Linked DNA regions of Mus musculus: all the other regions are linked to region 2. The links are chromatin contacts, called in public Hi-C maps. All regions are on one chromosome and are shown on one strand. The core of a region is the stretch at or near the end of the contact, and the rest is flanking DNA. Distances in the headings are between cores, read along the strand shown. Region 1 overlaps Fggy (FGGY carbohydrate kinase domain containing). Region 2 has its middle 46 kb from the start of Gm12707. Region 3 overlaps Fggy (FGGY carbohydrate kinase domain containing).

Region 1 (3,114 bases), core at 502-3,001, 410 kb before region 2:
AGGCTCTGTATGGATGTCATGGGAGCTGGAGAGCAGAGCTTCGAGGAAGGAAAAAGACAGATACCAGGCCACAAAGAAAGGTACTGGTGGCTCAGCCAGAAATCATACTACACGCTGTGTAAATCTGTTACCACTCAGGCCTCCTATTGATAGAGAACTGGGTTTTTTTGTTTGTTTGTTTTGTTTTGTTTTGTTTTAAGACACTCTTCCAAACATTGTTCATCTTCAGCTCTTCACAATAGACCCACAACTTCACAATTTCTGAGTAGGAAGGAATGAGTCCTAGGCTGCTCCCTTAGACAGTAGAGGCCAGGGGAACCCCCTAGTAGCTCCTCATTAGCTCTCACTCTTGAATTGGCTTGCCAGAGTTTGAATTCTGGCTTCCTTGCTGACACAGCTGTGCAATATTAGACAGGTTGTTTAACCATTTCTTACCTCTGTTTTCTCATTTGCAAAGTGCCCTCTGGTTAAAACTGAACTAAGCTCCTATCTTGGGCTGGGTCCCTCCAGTTCCTCATCCCTAAGCCTAGGGAATAGAAATAGGTTAGCAGCTATGGGGGTCTTCCTGGCTGCCTAGGTTTTCCTTACCTCTGTAAATAAACCCTTTATTCAAGTTGGCCAAGTTTAAGTAAGCTTACCTTTCCTGCCTGGCCTGTCACCTCTGATCTCCGGGTCTCTATTATATTCTTCTGCACACTGGTCAGAAGACAATGGAAACTTTGCTGTTTGGTAATGGACTTCTTGGAGACATCTTGTTCTTTGTATCCTCAAGCCAAGTACTTGACAGCCTGTGTACCCAGGGGGTGCTTGTGAGTGTTGGCGGGAGGAGGGGTGTTGGGGGGTAAAGAACTAAAAGTCAGAATAGTGAGACAGGAAGAAGGAAACCCTAGAGAAACTGCCAGCCCTAAAAAAGCACAATTTACAAGACTGAACATTTAGTCCCAAGTCTGCAGGACGGTTACAGTTACTTGGTACACGCATGCAGACTGTTTTTGGAAATCACAGTTAAGTCCATGGCCAGGGTACAGGAAGTGCCTCTGGTGCCCAAGTCATTTCCCAAGGTGGTACAGCCCATATTTCCTGCCTTAATAAAGCCTGCTTTTCCTAACCTGGCCAAAATTGCTTATAAAATCTTAAACTCTTTTTCTCCACCATGCCTTCTCCTTTTGGGGCATAGGGCTGCCTGGAGGGAGGAAGTGAAGCAACAGGCTAGGATCACTCCCTATGAGCTCCAAGAACCTAGAACTCAATTCCCCAGAGTGGTCTACATGAGGTAGACAACAACGTTGTGGTTTTTTTCAGAAGAGGGACCCCAGGCTCTCACAAGTAAAGTGACTTCCTCTACGTCAGACAGCTGGCCTGCTGATCTTTCCACTACTCGGCTCTGCAATTTTTCATGCGGATGTCTGAGGATTTCATACTATGCTGTGTTTTGCTCTACATTGTTCTGGACAGGGAAAGCAGCGCAATTGTAGTGCTTAAAGGTACCAGGGCCTCACCTTTCCCCAGGCTTCTTTACAGAACAGACTCAAGTGCATTCCTTTCTCTGAGCCCTGGGTAAAGGCAGGAAGAGGGAGGCTTTGCCTGGAATGTCAGCTATTTTATCGGATGCATTAATGAGTTTAGCAGAAGCCAAAGCATTTGAAGGCAGATGCACTGTGCCATCCTTTGTCAGTCATGAGTAGAGGAATTTCAGGCCAAGAAAAGGTCTCTTTGTCCACAACTGTAACTAGCCAGTAGTTAGAGACAAAGGGTCCAATTTCTGCCTGAACCCAAACAGCCACTAACAGCCTTCCATTCAGCAGCCCAGAGAACAACAGTTCCCAATGCAGAGCTTGCAGCAAAGTGGCATTCCCTGGCTTTTTTGACGCTCAGGGACACATGACTAGAGGATGGCCCATTTTCACAAAACCCTGAGCTGTCGTGCCTGCCCAGGCTGTTCCCAGGTCACCTCTGGCTACCCTGCTCAAGGGTCCTCTTTTCCCCATTCCCTGTACTGAAGCTGGCTTTTAACCTGCTTCCATCCAGGTGGGATGTGGCTTTGGGTAACTAAAAGCTAAGAAGTGGGGAATCACAGAGCAGACTTCAGGCCTGTGTCTTAGCTGAGCCATCCAGCTGATCTTACTTTCATTTCTGTCTACTCCACTCTTTGTGGTCCACTTCTGCAGGTTTACAAACCTTGGAACAGGGCTGGCATCATCGGAGAGCAATAAAGGAAAGGTCCAGAAACCTGGCTCAATGGCCCAATCCCAATCCCAATATTATGTGGCTGCCTGATTTAGGGAAGCCAATTGAATGTACCTCTCCTGTCCTTCTTCCTTCTTTGTTTGACTACAATGCAGTCTACTTTCTAATTTCAGCAGTTAGGGAGAATTAATGATTGCAGTATGATTCCTACCAACAGACTAGGCACTTGGCTGAGGGGGGCAAAGTCCATGCTTCCCCACATCCTAATCGATCTTTAACACAACATGCTTTTCTAGGTGAGCCCCCAAATTGTGCCTTGGTCTACTTCTCTGTAAGATATGAATAGGTATTCTAGTTAGTTCCTTATTTAGTACCTTATATGCAGGGAATGAGCCTATCACTTGGATAAAGGCCCCGTATCTGCATGGCCTGGAGCAGGAATGATCTCATGAGTCAGTCTGAGCTCAGACACCAACCTACTCGCTATGGAAGAAACACAATGGGTGGGTTCATACGGAATGGAGCCCAGGGTAAGGTGGGCTCATGACAGACATCTATGCCCCCCGCCAACTACCACCACAAGGGGAGCCTTATCCTGTGCTTATACCTGGTGTCTGGGTACCGAGCAATGGGTACAGGAGGGCGCAACAGTCTCCAGGAGACACTTGGGGAGAAGATACTAGAATGTTGAAGGTACTAGCACAGGGAGACTTGAAGCTAGGTCAGGGTTTATTTATACCCCTGCAAGGTGTCCTCCCAGAGAGCTTTTCCTGGAGCTCTGGACTCTTCCCAGATGCCAGTTTGCCACTGTCCCCTACTCCCTATGCCCATCACAAAGATGCTAAACGCATGACTTTACGACCAGAACCCCTTGGGCACTGAGATGGAATCTCAGCATTTGGGTGCCCTTGGAATTACAGGCCCATG
Region 2 (3,045 bases), core at 158-2,657:
ATCCATGTTGTAGCATACATCAGCACTTGTTTTATTGCTAGAAATAATATTCCACTTTGTGGACAAACTGCCTGTTTTGTTTGTGTTTGTTTAAGCCAGGGTAAGTATATAGCCTAGGCTTGTCTCAGGTTTGAGAATCTCTAGATTCCTGTGTGTGTACATTGTGAGCATGCATCTTCCTGCCTGCCCAAGTCACAGTCTTTAACCACTCTCCAGCTTGTAGATAGTTGTATCAGTTCTACTTTGGAGGTTTTATGAATAAGACTTCTATGAACATTTGTACACAAGAATATTCATGTACAAGAATGTGTATGTTTTCATTCCTCTTGGGTAAGTGTCTTGAAAAGGATTTGTTGAGTCATAGAGTAACCCTATTTGAATCATTTGAGGAACTGTCAGATCAATTTCCATAGAGGCTGTACCATTTTTTGCTTTACAACCAGAGTGTGAATGTTCCAACTTCTCTATATCACCCTCAACATTTATTAGTGTTTTTTACGTTCTGACTACATAAGGACAAGGAGTAACATCTCCTTGTGGTTTTACTTATATTTCTATGATGACTCATGCTATAGAGCATATTTCCCAGTTTTTATTGTTCTTTTTCAGATGACTTTTGCAGAAATATCTATTCAGATAATTTTTCATTTTTTAAACTTTTATTTGTCTTTTTGTTATCAAGATATAACAATTATTTATAGATTGCACATATAAAAATATTATTGTAGATACACATGAATAAATGCTTCCTCTGCTTCCTGGGTTTTTCTCTCTGTGTCCTGTTCTCACTCCCCTTTTCCCCATCCCTTGACAAGTTCTCACTATGTGTCACAGGCTGGTTTCCTACAGTTCTTTGTGTAGGTTTAGGGTCATGAGGGATTTTCCCCATCCATTTCGGCATGTCTATTGGTGCAGTCATGTTTGTAAGGCTTTACCGGTGTAGCTTCTGGCATTATAGAAGACACGATATCAAAGCAAGTTTCCTGATCCTCTGGCTCTTTCAGGTTTTCAATCCCCTCTTCAAAAACGTTCTCTGATCCTTACCACCTCATTCGCTCACAGGTGAATATCCACTTGCTTCAGCACCAATTTTTAAAATATTTAAATCACTTGAATTATTTGAACTCCCTTATGAAAAATCAGTTCACCACCACCACCACCAGTTACTTTAAAGTAAATCTTAGGAATTACATGGATTTGCTGTTTCTATATAGACTTGTATTGCTAGATGTCAATGCCCCATTGTTTAATCTAACTTTTCTTTGATCCTATGAGCCACCCATGTTCCAGTGTTCATTTTAAGAGAAAGTGACACTGAATCCTGTGGAGGTTGAGTGACTGCCTAAGTGGCAGAGGCAGAGGCAAGCTCTGTGCCCTTCCTATTATCTCATCATCCATTGTGGCCAAAGCATGATGTAATATTGTAATGACAAAGGCAGAATGACTCAGGCAGTGGATTCTCTGCCTCACAGGCATCTTTTAACGTGTTGATTTTCTTCAAGGGCTTCACAGTCATCTCTGTCTGACCTTCTCCCAGGATTCTGCTCACCAGGAGATAGAAAAAAATGTGGTCTTTAAACTCACAGAGGAGCACCTGCTCTTAAACCACAGAAAATATGAAGGAGCAAATCAAAACCTTGGGGGTTGGGAAGAAATCTCAGATTCAACAACCCAGATTTTAAAATAGAATTTGGATTTTATTTACTAGAATGAAAATTTGAATCACCTCCAGGAGTAGTCTAACCTCTTATTTCACACACACCAAATGTCTAGTTATTTCCTAGTACTAAAGGGTACCTACAATTGCAATACCAAGGAGGGTAAGGCCAAAGGATTTTAAGTTTTAAAACAATCTGGGCTACACATAGGGAGACACTGTCTAAAAACAGGAAAGAAAATAAAATAAGGAAAGACTAGAGCAGGTGAGAAAGAGAGGGAAGGAGGAAAAAGAGAGATAAGTATATCCTGTATTGGGGAATGTTGGAACTTTTTGTTCCTAGAATCTACTAAGCACAAAACACTGAGAAAATTACTGTCACCAAGCAAAAGGTAATAATCTCATGAGCCATGAGACACTTTGCAGGAATGTGGGTTGGGAGAGAAAAAGGAAATCTCTAAGACCGAGACTTTGCTGAACCTGCTGATAAAGAACAGTGCTTTCAATGCATCCGGAAGGTAACAACCAGTTGAACACCTGCCTCAGAGTCAAGAAACATAGTCCAGGATTGCAGAGTACATGTGAATCTGACTATCTTTTCAATAAGGCAGAAAAGAGATTTGGCTTCAGATCTAACAACAAGATATTGTCTGGGACATAGCAGAAACGGTTCTGAGAGAACAAGTACTTGGCAGAATGAACGCAAGGGACAGCGGTACAGTGCGGGCTAGGGTGGCTTAGGAACAAACAGAAAAGACAGATTCCAAACAAGATGGACAATGGAGGAAAGACCATCAGGCTAGTGCTTCACACCCAGCCTCTTCCTCCACCAGTAGAGTGTTCTTGGGGAAGGTCTTGATAGAAACTTAGTGCAGGCCTAGAATAGAGCTTCACCTAGACCAATACACACATCTGTTTCTTTACCAACTACCTGTGTGATCATAGGTGAACCATTTCCCTTTCCAAGCCATAGCTTCAGGGAACACAACATGCTTCTTTGGGATTCCTTCCTTTCCTTTCTTTAGTCTTTCTTTGGTTTCTATGAGTTCTCATCTCCATTGCTCCTTTCTGGGTACCATTTATGTCATAATGAGGCAATTTTAGACATAAAGGAGATCCTGCTAAGGACCCCGAGGCCAGAGCTTGGAGGGCATAGGGGATATTTGGACTCTCTGATTGATGTTTGCCCCTTAGCATCATGGTGATATGCCTGGGATGCTAGTTGCCATGGCCACCTAATTATTTCCTCTAGATCTGACCACCACAGTGAATTGGAAAACTTGCCAAACTTCCAGAAAAACAAGCAGCAGATGTCCAATTTAGGGAAAAAAATCATTCATGGACAATAATGTTTGGTTTCTCATCAATCACCGCAGATATTCTCAGAG
Region 3 (3,170 bases), core at 427-2,926, 460 kb before region 2:
CCAGAAAGTTTAAATGTCACCTCTGGGTACCCAATACAGTGTCTTAGCTTCACACGTTTCCAGAGAGGGCATCTTTCAGTTTCTCGAGGTGGGAATAGGAGCACAAAAACATACATAACAGGGGTAAGACACTCGGGCATGGAAAAATACCAAGCTCTCATACATAGAAACTATGGCTGCTGGGAACCACTACAGCCTTTTTCTGGGGGGTGCTATAGTCCATGTGGGCTTTGGACAGGGCGTTCAGGGAAAACACAAACACAGCAGATTTACAAGGCTAGAGTGGTGAATTGGGGGCAGGCAAGATGTAGGTGGATTGTGGAGAAAGCCAAACTAAACTCAAGATTTAGTTCCAGCAGAGAAAGCCTGGTGAAAAGGGGAATAAACAAAGGCTGGGCTGGAGTGACAACCAGGTGTGAGGCAGGATACACCTGGGAGCTCTGGATGAACTTGGTACTTATCCTAAAATCCATGGGAGAAACTGAATGAGGCTGTTTTAAAAGATATGCCTTGTACCAACCCATGGCTTCTCCACTTTGGCAGGGTGAATACTGTAATCTGGGCATGGGTGACAGTGGTTTGCCAGTGAGCTAGCTAGACTCTATGCCTTCCTCTCCTGCTTGCCCTCTTTCCCATTAGTTATTTCATTAGGCAGAAGGCATGGTGATGCAGGGTGCATCCTGCTCAGATGGTTTCCCTGTGGCCAAATTTTTTCATCTGTCTTCAAGGCTCCCTCCCTGTCCTCCCCACAGGGCTCCAGACTCCTTGTTGCCTGCCTGCTGAGAGGCAGCAGCTGTTGGCATGGAGAGCAACTCCCAGCTGTTCACCCAAATTCTCTCACAAGCTTTGCTGAGTGTCAATGCTTTTAATTAGGTAAAATCAGATGGGGGCAGGCGAATAGAGGAGCAAGAGAGGCCTAATTTTAGCTGGAGACAAGAGGACTTTCCCCGAAATACACTGATCTCGAAATACTTAGCTAAGTGCATATGCACACACAGGGAGAGGATTTAAAGAGCCACAGAAGTAAAATTTAAAGGCTAAATGGGACCAGCGCCACCTCTCTGAACAACTGGAGTGAAGAGAAATGAGAACAGGCTGCACCCTCATTCTGGACCAGGCGCTGTGCCAGATGTTTTACGTGTAGCAACTCAGCCTTGTGTGCAACAATACCTTCCTTCTCACGAGAGGATAGTTTGGGGCTCATCATTGCCCTCTACAGATGGGGAAACTGAGGCTCCAGAAGTTTAAACTCTGGTCTCTCTCACTTCCCCTGTCTAATAAGAGGAGAAATAGGACATCAAGCCTTTTATATCCTTAAAGGAATCATGTAGGGATAGACTCTATAGCTGTTCTATGGTTGGCCATTTTTCCAACCTGAAATCCCTCCTGTACATGATATGCTGGAGGAGCAAAGAAACTGTCATGAGCAATTTTCAGGAAGATTCCTGCGTGGGAGAATGCCTTTCTGTCTCACTCCAGCAAACCCCATTGCTGTCTGTAACCAAAGAGGACACACTGCTTGGCTCTGGCATCTGGACTGGGTAACTGTCCTTGGTCTCTCCTTCAAGGTAGAATCTGGACTCCTTCAGAATACAGCCCACCTGGTAGGGATGTGTCACATCTACTTCCTTCAGCTTGGCTCAGGCCTAAGAAGTCTCTTCACTGGGAAGCTCCCAGTGAGGTTTTCCATACACATCTGGAAGCTTTCCACAATGGGCCTTTGAAGCAGCCTGCAGCATTCCGGGAAAGCCTGGCTCACTGAGCGGAGGTTTCAAGAGAAGCCCACATTTATTTTTCTTTCCCGCCTTCTCTGAGGAAACCTCCCCCCAGTGGCTTTGTGGGCATTTGCAAAGCAGCTCTGATTTTTATCTTACTACTTTGGGGGCTCAGCTCTCTCTGAGAAGCGAACAATGACGGCACAGTCCAAGTGTGGCATGGGATAATGGATGAGGATCACTGGATGCTGGGCTCCTTAGGACCCTTTGAGCCCTGCCTGACTCATCTTCACAGTTGAGAAAATGACTTGCTCCATTGCTCAGCACTGGCGACATTTTGCCCACTCAAAGAAAGTATCTAAGGCTGGGCCTTCTGAGCTGACATGAATTAACAGTGACATGCCTTTCGTGGAACAGGAGGAAGCTGAAGAAAATCACTTTCTACAAAGTCTGACTCCTAGTTCAGCAAGTCTGTGGGGCTCCTTCTCAGGGTCAGTCCCTTTCACCTGACCTAAGCGCTGCTCCTTCTATACAACTTAGCTCACACAAGACTCCTTCCTGAGATGTTTTACCACTCTGCCAATTGTGTTAGTTTTTAAGTCCTTAATTTTTCAGTGTCTCCCTACTTTTATTCATAGTGTGATATTTCTGTTTTAAGGGGATATATAGCCTACAAGCCCCTGTAGTAACTACAGACATGTTTCTGCTTTGATTGAACCTCAGTACCAAGCACAGAGCTCAGTTTATCCGTGTGTTCAGTGAATGCCTGGGCATTAATTAGTCCACATGACCAATATTACTCAGTTCCTACTCTGAGTCATACAGCCATGATGAGAACAGACACAGGGCCTACTTCCAGAAGTTTACATTGTAGCAGGGAAATCCGGAAACCCACTAGGAAATGTATACCTTCAAATAAGGGGGGCTAGGGCAACAGTAAAGAAATTCAGTAGCCGGATGTGATGGCGCACACCTTTAATCCCAGCACTTTCCAGGCAGAGGCAGGCAGATCTCTGATTTTGAAGCCAGCCTGGTCTGCAAAATGTTCTAGAACTGCCAGGGATACAGAGAGAAACCCTGTCTCAAAAACCAAAACCACCACCTCCCAAAGAAATACAGCAAAAAGAGACTCCTGATTGCAGCTCCATCACATGGGATCCAGACAACAGGAAAAGCCAGCAAACTCCCAACTACAGACTCTTCTTGAGTTAAAATTAGGTAGAAAACTGAGGTTAATGTGCAAACTTGGACCCAAAAATCTAGAAACAGAAGAATCCAGTCACAGCTAGAGCTTGCCAGGACTAGCAGACACATTTTGGTGACAGCCTGAAGTGCTGGAGACTGAATATGGAAGAGCGTGAGAAAAACTTCTGACAGCCACAACCTAAGTGGGGGAAGGGCATGCTTTCATGGGTTTACCCCTAAGATCTTATCAGTTTCTCACTGTGAAAGCCA

The links. Hi-C and Micro-C count contacts between places; a contact is called where the count stands out from the background.
Region 1: a contact with region 2 is called in a Hi-C map of bone marrow-derived macrophages, with 16 read pairs. The contact joins two enhancer-like sites. A contact is called at or near these places in 1 of 15 datasets of contacts at CTCF or cohesin (the NIH/3T3 cell line), 1 of 484 Hi-C or Micro-C datasets (bone marrow-derived macrophages), 1 of 115 datasets of contacts at active chromatin or transcription factors (large pre-B cells) and 1 of 9 other capture datasets (pancreatic islet).
Region 3: a Hi-C map of bone marrow-derived macrophages shows a contact between it and region 2, with 16 read pairs. The contact joins two enhancer-like sites. A contact is called at or near these places in 2 of 484 Hi-C or Micro-C datasets (bone marrow-derived macrophages and embryonic stem cells) and 1 of 9 other capture datasets (embryonic stem cells).

What each region holds. Positions count from the first base shown.
Region 1 is chr4:95,844,683-95,847,796 of GRCm38.p6, reverse strand. All of the region lies in intron 13 of Fggy (FGGY carbohydrate kinase domain containing), which reads right to left. Among named protein-coding and RNA genes, the nearest start is that of Hook1, 120 kb to the left of the region's middle. Within about 2 kb of position 1,751, at least 111 of the 459 cell types and tissues checked have an H3K27ac peak or open chromatin away from gene starts, as enhancers often do. A contact at or near this core is called in bone marrow-derived macrophages, where this site is marked.
Region 2 is chr4:95,438,408-95,441,452 of GRCm38.p6, reverse strand. No RefSeq gene overlaps it. Among named protein-coding and RNA genes, the nearest start is that of Gm12707, 46 kb to the left of the region's middle. Within about 2 kb of position 1,407, at least 25 of the 459 cell types and tissues checked have an H3K27ac peak or open chromatin away from gene starts, as enhancers often do. A contact at or near this core is called in bone marrow-derived macrophages, where this site is marked.
Region 3 is chr4:95,895,362-95,898,531 of GRCm38.p6, reverse strand. The region is part of intron 14 of Fggy (FGGY carbohydrate kinase domain containing); the gene reads right to left. Among named protein-coding and RNA genes, the nearest start is that of Hook1, 70 kb to the left of the region's middle. Within about 2 kb of position 1,676, at least 70 of the 459 cell types and tissues checked have an H3K27ac peak or open chromatin away from gene starts, as enhancers often do. A contact at or near this core is called in bone marrow-derived macrophages, where this site is marked.